Regions from separate parts of the Gossypium hirsutum genome. Here region 2 is linked to region 1. Evidence: chromatin contacts called from public Hi-C data. All regions are on one chromosome and are shown on one strand. The core of a region is the stretch at or near the end of the contact, and the rest is flanking DNA. Distances in the headings are between cores, read along the strand shown. Region 1 holds the start of LOC107918063 (50S ribosomal protein L35, chloroplastic). Region 2 holds the start of LOC107902312 (transmembrane protein 208 homolog).

The links. Hi-C and Micro-C count contacts between places; a contact is called where the count stands out from the background.
Region 2: a Hi-C map of leaf shows a contact between it and region 1, with 3 times the contacts expected there. The contact joins the promoter of LOC107902312 here to the promoter of LOC107918063 in region 1. A contact is called at or near these places in 13 of 34 Hi-C or Micro-C datasets (callus, fibers, hypocotyl and 2 more).

The regions. Positions count from the first base shown.
Region 1 is chrA08:45,838,695-45,844,501 of Gossypium_hirsutum_v2.1, forward strand. It overlaps LOC107918063 (50S ribosomal protein L35, chloroplastic), which reads right to left and starts at 3,228. Exons shown (of 3, transcript XM_016847568.2): 1 at 2,786-3,228; 2 at 2,490-2,606; 3 at 563-794. The coding sequence starts at 3,073. The coding sequence ends at 717. LOC107918071 (heptahelical transmembrane protein 2) reads right to left here. Exons shown (of 4, transcript XM_016847578.2): 4 at 5,143-5,807. The coding sequence ends at 5,358.
Region 2 is chrA08:46,145,147-46,150,953 of Gossypium_hirsutum_v2.1, forward strand. LOC107902312 (transmembrane protein 208 homolog) reads right to left here and starts at 3,656. Exons shown (of 5, transcript XM_016828522.2): 1 at 3,395-3,656; 2 at 2,376-2,569; 3 at 1,275-1,359; 4 at 421-486; 5 at 1-315. The coding sequence starts at 3,478. The coding sequence ends at 223.

The DNA of each region.
Region 1 (5,807 bases), core at 1,978-4,477:
ACCCTTCCCAAAGACCAGGAGAACCAAACAAATGCAAACAGAAAAACAAAACGATGAAAACCAGAAAAATGTTTGCATCAGAAAACTACCATCCATCGCGTTACCCCGTTCAAGCAAAGCGATGATGGTCCTGAGCCACCGCCTCCATGACATCTGACGGGCACCCTTCCACCCAGAAACAATCCGATGCTTCCATCGGACCATGACACAACTTTGCTTTTACATATTTTCATTTTTATTTTTTTAATATTCAACCAAACACAATTTTTTAATACTCTTCTTTAAAAAAATATTATTGAAACCAAAAATTGAGTCTTAGTTTTCTTTTTTTCTTATCAAATCAAATTTGATCCCGTTTGAATTCGGATTACTTTTTTTTCTTCTTTTCTTGACTGAGTCGAATGGTTTACTCTCCTATCTATCTTATTATTTGCAAATGATTGAGAAGTTTAAAAACAGTTTAGTCTAGATGTTCTGAGCCTATTTCAACACCCAAAGCATCCAGCATAGGAGTTCAGATCATGTAATGTTACCTGTGATGTCTAAACTGGAATGAAACGAGTGCCAAAATGATCGAAATAAATAAAACTCAACTAGGAATTTTATCAATGGCCACTAAGTGCACCACAGATTAAAGCAATAAACACAACTTTCTCTAACATAATTGTGAGAAACCACAAGAAAGCAACATAAATAACTCATCACATGGCAACTCTTCACTTGGCATTTCTATTTACTTTGAGATACGGCAAGGCGCCAATCACGTTATCATAGTCACTCCGACTAACATCGTGCTGCAGACGGAAATTGACACAAATACACCATAAGCAACGTTTAAACTTATGCATCAAATAAAAGAATTTCATTTGAGATTATATCAGCAACTTGAACAGTCAGTTTGACCAAATATTGGTAATGGATCAATTTCTATTATATTCCAAGCAGCTTGATTAAAAGAAACACCAAATGGAAAATTCATGACCCTAAACTGGGCATCTGAAGTAAGCCTCTAGGTTTAAGAAATTCTCAATATTAGTCAAATAAATTTTCAATATATTTCACTATGACCTGACTTTGTTCATATGTTGAGGTTTGTTTATGCTCAGAGAAGAAAGAAAGAGAGATTTAATTTACAATATCTTACAAGATCTGCAACCTAGATGTTTTTATCTGAGTTACAGAAGGAAATACAAACAGATCATGCCTGAAGCTATGAACTATTAAACTAAGCATTTAGACAGAACAAAGCTCTCGTCATGATAATGATAGATATTAGCTGTACTCAATTTGCATTTTTTATGAATAGTCTAAGTTTGTTTAACATGAACGCTTTCCAGTTTCTTCCTCTCATCCACCACGCGTACCATACAATGGGTAAGATAACGACACTATGATTTCACCAAGAAATACAGTAACTGAAAATAGAAAAATTCGATTTAAGATATTTGGTTCAACATCTCCAACTCTAATCTTTATATGACTTCCTACGAAGAAAAAACAAATCATGGTATCAACTGATAGCAACTGAGCATTTAAGCAAGCCTTTTCACTTCTGGTGGTGCAGCATGTTACTTTCAAATACCCTTTGATAAATTATATACCACTTTTTCACTCTGCCAACTTATCAGAAAAACAAGTTTAATCTGCATTGAATCCTACCATACTCACCAAACTAAGGTAACAAAAAAAAAATCATGATTCCACCCATCAAAACCTCCTAAAGACCAACCTGACTTTGCTATACCCCAACAAGAACATAGGCTCATTATTTCTAATATAGATTTTCTCTAAGAGACATTTGACTCTTTTCTTGATACGAGATGAAAAATGGACCTAGGATGGCAGACAGCATATAGCCTAAATGGGGTAGCAATTAAAACAATTATTCCTTCAGGAATATTTGCTCTCTCTGGATAACTTAGAAACTAAAAGAAAGTAATTTGAAGCCTGTCTGATTGAAAATCTTGAAATGCCAAGGCAGAGCTCATCTACATATCCAAACCACACTGGTAAACTGTATTAGAGCCAAGAGACAGAATAGCAGGACTAAATTCCTATTCAAGTTGGGGAAACCAGAAGAAGGGGAAGATCCACCAAAACTTGGGAGATTTTTTTTTTTTAGAAAAAAGTGAGCCTCATTCTAAGACTTTCAAAAGTAAAAACAATAATTATTCAGTTTCCTTAACGAATTTTCTCATTGCAATGTCTTATTGGCTTTCTTACATCCCACCAACCACTCCTTGCAGTTTAAGTTTTATTTGTTTGACACAAGATAACAGTCATGATAAGGAGCTTGGAATTAAGAAATTAAAAGTATAAGCTACAAATCCATATCCCACAGTTGCTTATCCCTTCTATGCAAGAACCAAAACGCAGCATTAATTTGGAGGAATTAGCAGTCAGGCTATCTAAAAGATAAAAGGATTTTAATAATTATTAATAATAATAACAAAGTAGAATCTGAGGCGAAAAGGGGAAAAAAGACTGACCATTTTGGAGAGGCGCAATTTACGCTTGGTGTTCTTCTTAGCCAACAAATGCTGCTTCCCAGCTCTCCTTCTTACTATTTTCCCTCGTCCTGTCACCCGGAATCGCTTTGCTGAAGCCTAATAAACCATATATATGACAACATGGTATCCATTAGAAAAGCAAAGCAAATAACTAAATCTATTCATAAAATTTTTTAAATTTGCTGAATTCTAAAAATGTGGATTCTTTTGGCACAAGTTTTCCTGGATATGGCAACCAAATTCACTGGAAGCAAAGAGAAGAAAGAGAGAAGTACCTTGTGGGTTTTCATTTTGTAGCCTTTAGCCGCAAAGACAGTGGGGGATTGGAGTGTTTGGGGGGCAGGGGCGAAAGCGGGAAGGGCCTGGGAAGCAAAGGAAGGAAAAGCAGAGATGGTTTGAGAGGAACTGAGTTTCAAGGCTTTGCCCACCTTGTTGAATTGGAGGAGTTGGAGCGAGCCACGAGGAAGTCGAGTGGATGAGAAGGGATGGGGATGGGGATGAGGATGAGGATGGGGAATGGGTAAAGTAAGAGAAAGAGTGGTTAAATTGAGAGAAGAAGCCATTGAGGAAGAATGAAATGAATGTGTTGAAGCTAAGGATGTTATTATTGTATGTGGGAAAGTAGTAGATTAGGATAGAACCGCAGAAAACTGCCGTCTCAGACGTTGCGTCCTCATGGATTGCCATGCTGCTGCGGAATATTCGCCATTTGTTTGTGGCCTTAGTTCTTTTGAATTTATTTCCTAATATGTAATAAGAAAATTTGGTTAACAGCTTGGGTACATTTTGATTAACAGCTAATTAAGCATGTTTAGAAAAAAGAAATCATGATAATACAAATAAAATGAATTAATGATATCAACCACCAATCTCAAATAAATCTATTTTCTTACTTCATCACTTCAAACAATCAATACAAACTTTTATATTCCCTCTATACTTTCAATTAAAGTTCTAAATTTGGAAATGGAAACAAAGAAAAGATGTTTTTTTTTTGTTAATATATAATTTATGCTCTAAATTTGCTCAAAAATATTTAATTGGTATCTAAATTTTTTTGAGTTTAGTTGATACTTGAACTTGCATTTTATCACCCATATTAATATCTCTACACTAACACTATTAGTTTATACTAATGTAGTACTGATGTTCAATCCAATGGTGAATGGTGACAGCCTCAGTATACCATGTACTGAAAAAAATAAAAAAAATAAAACTTTAAAAATATATTAATTAATGAAAAGTATATTTTTTTATATCAATGATGAACGTGGATAAATTGTTGTCCTGACACATTTGAATTTGGACAATCATATATTTAAATTCATTTTAGATGTATTTTTAGTAAGTTTATACGTTTTTTATTTATAAAATAACAAGTTATTTATATTATTATAAAATTAAATATATATAATTTTAAAAAAATAAAAATATAAAACAAAGTTTTTACTTCTACAAGGTTGTCTAAATTCAAATGCATTTGATGTTTTCTTATTTATTGTGATGTATTCATTTATGGCGACTTATTTATCCTTCATTTGTAAACTTTTTTTAGTACATTTTATTTGTAAACTTTATAATTATCTTTTTATCTAATATTTATATTATATATAAATGGATAATGTATAAAAATTGTCACTTAACTATTAAGTTTGCTCTATATTTAATTTTTTAATGTTTTTAAATTTTATCAATTTGATTTTAAATTTAAAAAAATCATCAAATTTAGCCTTTAATATTATAAAATTTATCATTTTAGTCATAATTATTAAAAAATATTTTAAAATTTTAAAACTTTGAAAAGTAAATATAAAAATATTTTTAAAATTTTTTGTACTCAAAATGACTTTCAATAATATCTTTCACATTGTTCTTTGGCTCATTCAATTAATGTAGTTGGAATTATTAAATGTCATGGCCTCGATATCAATCTCTCTATAGTGCTTGAACTATAAATGATTAAGGCATGAAAACACTAAAGCCTGAAACTAGTACTATTTTTTCTCAAAAATAATGTTGTCAGAGTTGATATCTTCAATCCCACCATTTTTCTCAATTTATAAATTTGTTAATTTTAAACTTCTGTCTAAGTTTAATTAGGCATTTTAATTAACTGTTCTTGAATTTATAATATTTTAGGGTGAAAAACCTTAAGTTCACTTTGATTTTTTTCATTAACATTTTTTTTAGCCATGTTTCACCTATTTTTTAATATGTCAGACGGCACTCGAAGAGACGACTCTACTGCTTGTGTATGGAATAATAAATTCAAGCCAAAGAGACAACCCTTATATTAATTATTAATGTCTATTTGATTTTAAATTCAATTTTTTTTTTTAGTTTGAGATCGGATCTATCTTGAGCTCAGGATTGGATCAATTTTAAACTTACCTCATTACAGGTTTGAGGTCAAATTTGTATCAGATTTAATTATTTGGGATTGAATTAACTTAGACTCATATATTTTTGGACACAAACTTTTTCAAGTTCAAATTTTCTCAAAATCGAATCATTACCATCTTTGCTTGTTGTACTGTTTTTGGACTAAGTTTTCTCAAAATATAATTTTTGATAAATATAAGTCAGCACAAGGTAAATTTAATTTTAAGGAGTAACATAAGACAACATCATTTCTGTTTTTAGAATTTCCATCTATAAAAGTGTATAACTTAGCCTAAAAGCTATGGATGGAAAATCAATGGGCAATCAAATATAATTTTGGAGGTCACCAATGCCAGTTTGTTAAGGAAAATGTTGTTGGAAGTGATAGAATTTAATAAGCCAAAAACTGGGAGAACTAGGAAATCCCCCTGATCATCAAAACATTGTTTACCTAACAGTATAATGCTAATACGCACAGGTTGCAGATTCCCGACGAAAATCCATAATCACAAGGGTAGCAACACAATGAGCAAGTGCCGCGAGAACAACAGACACATGAAAGATCTGGTGGCTGTGCCCTGCAATATCAAATGCACCAGGCTTCCACCGCTCCGGTATTCTGCTGGTATAAACCGCAGCGCCTGCAGCGTATAGGAACGCCATCACGAGCTCATAACCGAGAGATACAAATATATGCGGATGGCCCCAGTGCAAAGAAACTGCATGTGCAGCTGGGATCACCCCTGAGAAGCCCATTGCAAGGAACAAGGAAGCTCGAAAAGATCGGAAACGGGATGCTGAGAGAGTTGGTGATAACAGAGTGATGATGGCAAGCACTCCGAGCACCGATATGGAAGTAAGATAGAAAAAGCATGAATACGGATGGCAGAAGAAAGCGTAGTACACGGGAGCAAA
Region 2 (5,807 bases), core at 2,406-4,905, 310 kb after region 1:
ATAAATAAATGATTCCGAGTACAAGGGGCTTGGAATTAGATGAAGCTTCTCAATTTTACACATCCATTAGGAACAGAAGAACTATTTGATGCTCACGCTAACCACTACAACATGCTTTCCTCAAACTGTGGTCTTAACTTTTCAAATATCAAAGAAACATCGGAAATTATCAAATGAACTCCTTTCAGCCAAGAGCTTACTCTATTCATTTCACTGTTAAACTCACCTATTCCGTGTCTTGACCAACTTTGGCCTTGAAGCCTTCTTTTCCATCTTTTCTCTTTTCTTGCGAGTCTTTTCATCTTCCACCTCTCCCTAATTAACACAATCATAAAAAGAAACCAAAAACCAAAACAATGTTAATTTATGAATTTTAATATAGCCTTTCAGATGATATAAGGATAAGAAGGTGTGGAATACCTCTGAGCCTAATGATAAAAAACCTCTAATGAACCCAAAAGATTTGTATGCTCCAAATGCCGGTATCTGAAAAGCATCAACTCCATAATGTTATGTCGTCGTCATCCCCAAAGTGAGTTTCAATAAATTCCACAAAATTACGAGTTTTTCAGCTTAGTTTTATTAGCATAGAGCTTTCTATTACCAAACAGTTCTTAAAGACTCACATCACCTGAAGATCCTAAATAACAATTCCTTTACTTTTTCATCATAAAAGAAACACCTAAACATATCAATCCTAGAAATGAATATCAATATTATAGAAGAAACTGTCAACAGAAAATCATCTCTTGAGAAACTCATGAAAAATTATCCCTCTACTAATAAGGAAAGCATTGTGGTCAGGTGGTACCATCATGCTCACTAGATAAGAATGTCTCTAGTAATTGGAGCCAGTAAAATTTAATAATGGGACAGCTACCCTTTGATGCACAAGTCTGACAGAAGGGAGATGATTGAAAGCTAAAATTTGATCGCTTTAGAGATCTTTAAACAATACTACCATTCCACTATACTGCGATGGACTTTATTTACTTAACCAAACAATGAACAGAGGATGACAACAGAAATGGAGCTCCTTTACCAAAATTAGATTCTCCTATTTAAATGAAATCATTTCTCTCTTTTATTCTTTTTCCCAGATATTTTGACATCTCTTTCTTCAAATTCCTTGAAAAAGAAGACTATTAAAGCATATAAGCAATAGGCGAAATCCCTCCAGAAACTATAAAGAAAGCTATTCCATTCCAAAAGAAATCAAAGGATGGAAGTATCAGACCAACTTTCCATGTGCAAAATAAGTAAATAGAACTTACCACAAAATATGTATACCAAAACTTGTCAGAGATGATGGACATCAGTTGCACAAAACTTGTAATGTAGATGACATCATGTAAATAGCTGCAAGAAGTGAGCAACTCTAAGTCGGAAATATTCAATGCATGCAGAAAACAGAATTCAGATCTTAAGACCATATATTGGATAAATTCATAATGTCAACATATAAACAACAATATTTGAACTGTTAAACCGTACCATTGAGTTCATAGGTAAAAGAACTTTATTGGCAGATAAGAAAATTAAGAATATCTGACTTCTAGTTGTTTCTCTACAGAAGGGTTCTCTTCATCCCTTCCCCCTCTTCTTATTTTTAAGTGTTTCAATCAAGTAGGATGATTTTCATCTTTTAATAATAGTTATATTCCAAACACAATCATCATGATTATGGTGGCATGGACTTTATTCATAAGCAACAAAAGAAATCTATCTCTTCCCCACAATAAACATACAGTCTTTCTATATTAAGATTCACATTATATCATAGCTAATCATAGCTACCCAAATACAAGAAAAAGATCCACATTAAAGGGAGAAAAGTAGAATATCTCCAATAAACATGTAAAATAACTCAGCAGTTAAAGAAATAGGAAAAGAATAAGGGAAACCTAAATTCACAATCTAAGAACTATATTTCTTTCATTCTGCCAGCCACTTCTGGTAAAACCAAATCCACAGCACCATTGATGCAGCAGTAGTAGAAAAAATAGAAAGAAAGAGAATAGAATAAGGAAACAATAAGTGGAAGACACTAAATATGGGTACAAAATTTCATTAAAAAAAAAGAGAATAAAACACTAATAAGTCACCAAAAATCTAGTCATGTGAGCTATCAAAGGCTACTATAGGACCCATAAAAAAATCAAGCCAAAGGAAACTAACAGTAATATTCTTCCTAAGATAAGCCTGAGGCGTGCCCCCCGTTACATGCACTGCCTCATTTACAAAGAACTTAGAATTTAATAAGAATCGTCTTTCTAACCAAGTTCCTCCTAATATTTTAATAGAATAAAAAACTAAAAACAAAACCACAAATAGAAATTAAGGTAAAAAGAGAAAAAATATTGAACAAAACTTACCCACATATTCCACCAGTACTCATATCAAATCCACCGTCAAGAAGTTCTCCATCATCAGAATAAGCAGGTTTTGCCATCTGTGAAAGTTGTTGATAGGGTATAAAGTAAGCCACAGTGGTCAAAAGTAGACCAACCCAATGTTTCCATGTGAATGAGGAATGGAAGATCAGCATCCTAACCAATACGTATACAACCTACATAAATAGAAAATTGGAACATAAATCCAATAAAATAAGATTGTTAACAAGCAAAAAAATGCAACTATGAAGACAATATAAATATACAGTACTAAAAATGCAAAACTACCCCAACTCTGTTCTTCCACATCAACTAAAAAGTAGCAACAATTGCAAGAGCTTTGATGTGGTGTGTCAAGAAAAGCTAAGACATCAGAAGCTACAAATAAAAAAAGTGCAATGTTCAAATAAAATGGGCACTGCATACTATGTAGTGCAGTTTTGTTGCTACATATTATGTAGTTTTGTTGAAACTACCAAGCTAAACACTAAGAATAGGTTCCAACTTCCAATGGTTATGATGTGTAAGATCAGCTTTGTTTACTAACCAAGCCGGCACTTAATATGCCTCCTATGTCAGATCAGTTAATCACCCGAACATTACCAGGTTATCGCTACCAGCCACAACTTTCGAAGTTGAAAATTTTCACTTTCACGGGCATGGAAAAATGCATCCACAGTAAACACATACACAGAGATGTGCAGCTGGACTATAATTGGAAGCATTTATTGGTGAGCTAAGGGTGCACTTCAAATGTGCTTAAAAACTTTAAAATTCAATTAGAAATGAATCAATGCCATCTATAGATATTAAGTTATCCATTTCCTTATTGCAATTCATAAAGTAGCATAAACATACTTACAAAGGAAATCCTTCGAGAATCTAAGTAAATCAGAATCGAAAATTTTCAAGTAATTAGAAAACAAACAAGTGAACACTTGATTAAAGAAGGGTTTCAACGATTAGGGGAAATAATTATAAAAGAAGATGAGAGAGCGTACATTACAAGCAATGATGAGGCGGCGAAGATTGGCCATGTGGCGGGTGTTCTCTTCTTTGCGCTTCTTGGCACCTTGATTTGCCATTTCCTACCCTCTCTGGTCAACGAGTTTGACTCTGGAACCCTAACGGAGATCTGCTAGTCGAAGAAATAAGGAGGAAGGGAAAGTAAGTGATGAAGATTGAAATGAAGACGTTAGCTTCCATTTCGATCCCTTTCCACAGAAGCCCATAACTTTGAGTCAAGGCCCAACCGGTGAATCTGGTTAAAATATATGTTTTTTAATAAATGAATTTTAATTTCAAAATAATTTTTTTTTAGAAAAAAAAATAGAAACGTTCAGTTTCATGCGCTTGTGTTAACATTCCCTCACTCTAAATGTAACATAAGCTTTGATTGTACCAATTTTTTTTAAAAAAAATTTATTATTATCTTTAAATGAAAAACTAAGAAAAAATTATTTGAGTAAAGTTTACCTTAGATTTTTTTTATTTTCATTATTGTAAAAGAATGGCATAATAATTAATTTAGCTCCTAATGTTTACTTTTTCTATCACTTTGTCTTTAATTTTTTGTAGATCACTTTAGTCCTCAACCTTTAATTTTTAGTTAAATTGTTTTTTTTTTAAAGAATGATTGAACTATTAAAATTTCAACGGCAGTGCACATGTACTTTATTGTTGATGTGGATAATGTTTAAAAGAAGGATTATGAACTTTTTTTGAATTTTTAATAATTTTTATGTATTTAATGAAAATTATAGGAATTGCCACATGGGATATTGTGTCACCATTGTTAAAATTTTTATTAATGAGTAAATCTCTTTGAATGGTTCCGTACGGCCTCTAAGGGCTAAGGTATCAAATTCATTCCAGTCATGCAACACCCCAGATATGGAGTATAGAAATTCACCTTGCTTCCTTATTCTTGACAGCTTAACTTGTCCAAACGCCAAAGTCTCATTTGTCTTGGTAGCTAAGCATGGCAACCATTTATTGATTAAACTAAAGGTAATCAATCCTTAGAAATCCAGAATTTTAAATTATACAAAAGCTTTGAGAGTCTTTACTCTACTTCTTACTTTAATCCACGAGTACAGAGGGGTAAGAAAGCTTATTGTTTCCCCAATTTCTCTACTCTCAAACATTAATTCACATGACAGCTACAACATGGAGAGCTTCCTTCAGTTACATCCTTTTCTTCTTCAGAACGACTAAAGAAGACGACGCTTTAGAGAGAAAAATTGGTAAATAGAATTGAGAAGAATTATGTTCCCACACACCTATATATATACTCCATTGGCACAGTCTCCATAGACTAGTACCACCATTCAATCCTAATCATTTTGTCTCCCACTATGCAACCAATCGGTTCCAATCTATCTAAACCAAGATTGAAATCTAACAATTCCTAACCAACCACTTATATTTCTAAATATCTCAGCCCACAAATTTCTATTTATATACAATCGGCTCCCTGACTCTTCTTTGAGTTCGGGTCCTTAAGAGAATCGAGTGTGACACGAATTTTAGCCTATGCTAGAGAGGTTAGAACTAGTTGTATACATGGAACATATCATGATACACAAAGCACAAAAGTTCTGAAATCGTGGACACTAAAATGCATAACAGAATAGGAGGCACCAAAGTGCAATATCATGAATATCACGATTCACACGAAAGCTCTCGGGTTCCTATAACATGCCAACTATATCCATGAAGTTCAACACTAGTCTACAAAGACACTAGAATATCATTGAATTTACATTATTTATTCATGCATGTAATATTTCATGATTTTTAAAATTTCACTACACTTTTGCATTTGTTCAATTTAGTCCTCATTTTCACAAATTAAAGAATTATTGTAAGTTTCAACTACAATAATCAAGAGATTTTATTCACTAAATTCTTGGTTCAAAATACATCATATATTTTGTACTCTCTACATCATTTTCACTTATCAAATAATAATACATAAAACTTTCACATAATTTTTAATTTAGTCATTTTTATCACGAAATTCAATATTCACTACTTAGTCACTTAAAATAAATTCTTTTCCATGTAACACTTCACTTGAATAATTCATTTAAACATTTTTATTACTTTTAGTTGTTTCTAAATATTTTGCAATTTAGCTCGTAACATAATGAAAATCCAATAATAATTATAATATCCTTCAAATTTCACCTTTAATTTAAATTCACTATTACTTAACACTTTTGTAACACTCCTAACTCGGATCCATCACCGGGTAGGATTACGAGGTATTATCGATCAATATACATCAAATAGCATACATAACTCATACATTTATGCTTTAACATAATCACATTGTCCCTTATTAGGGCCTACGAGACCTTAAACATGCTTTAGAAGTGGTTCAGGACTAAACCAATAACATACAAAAAT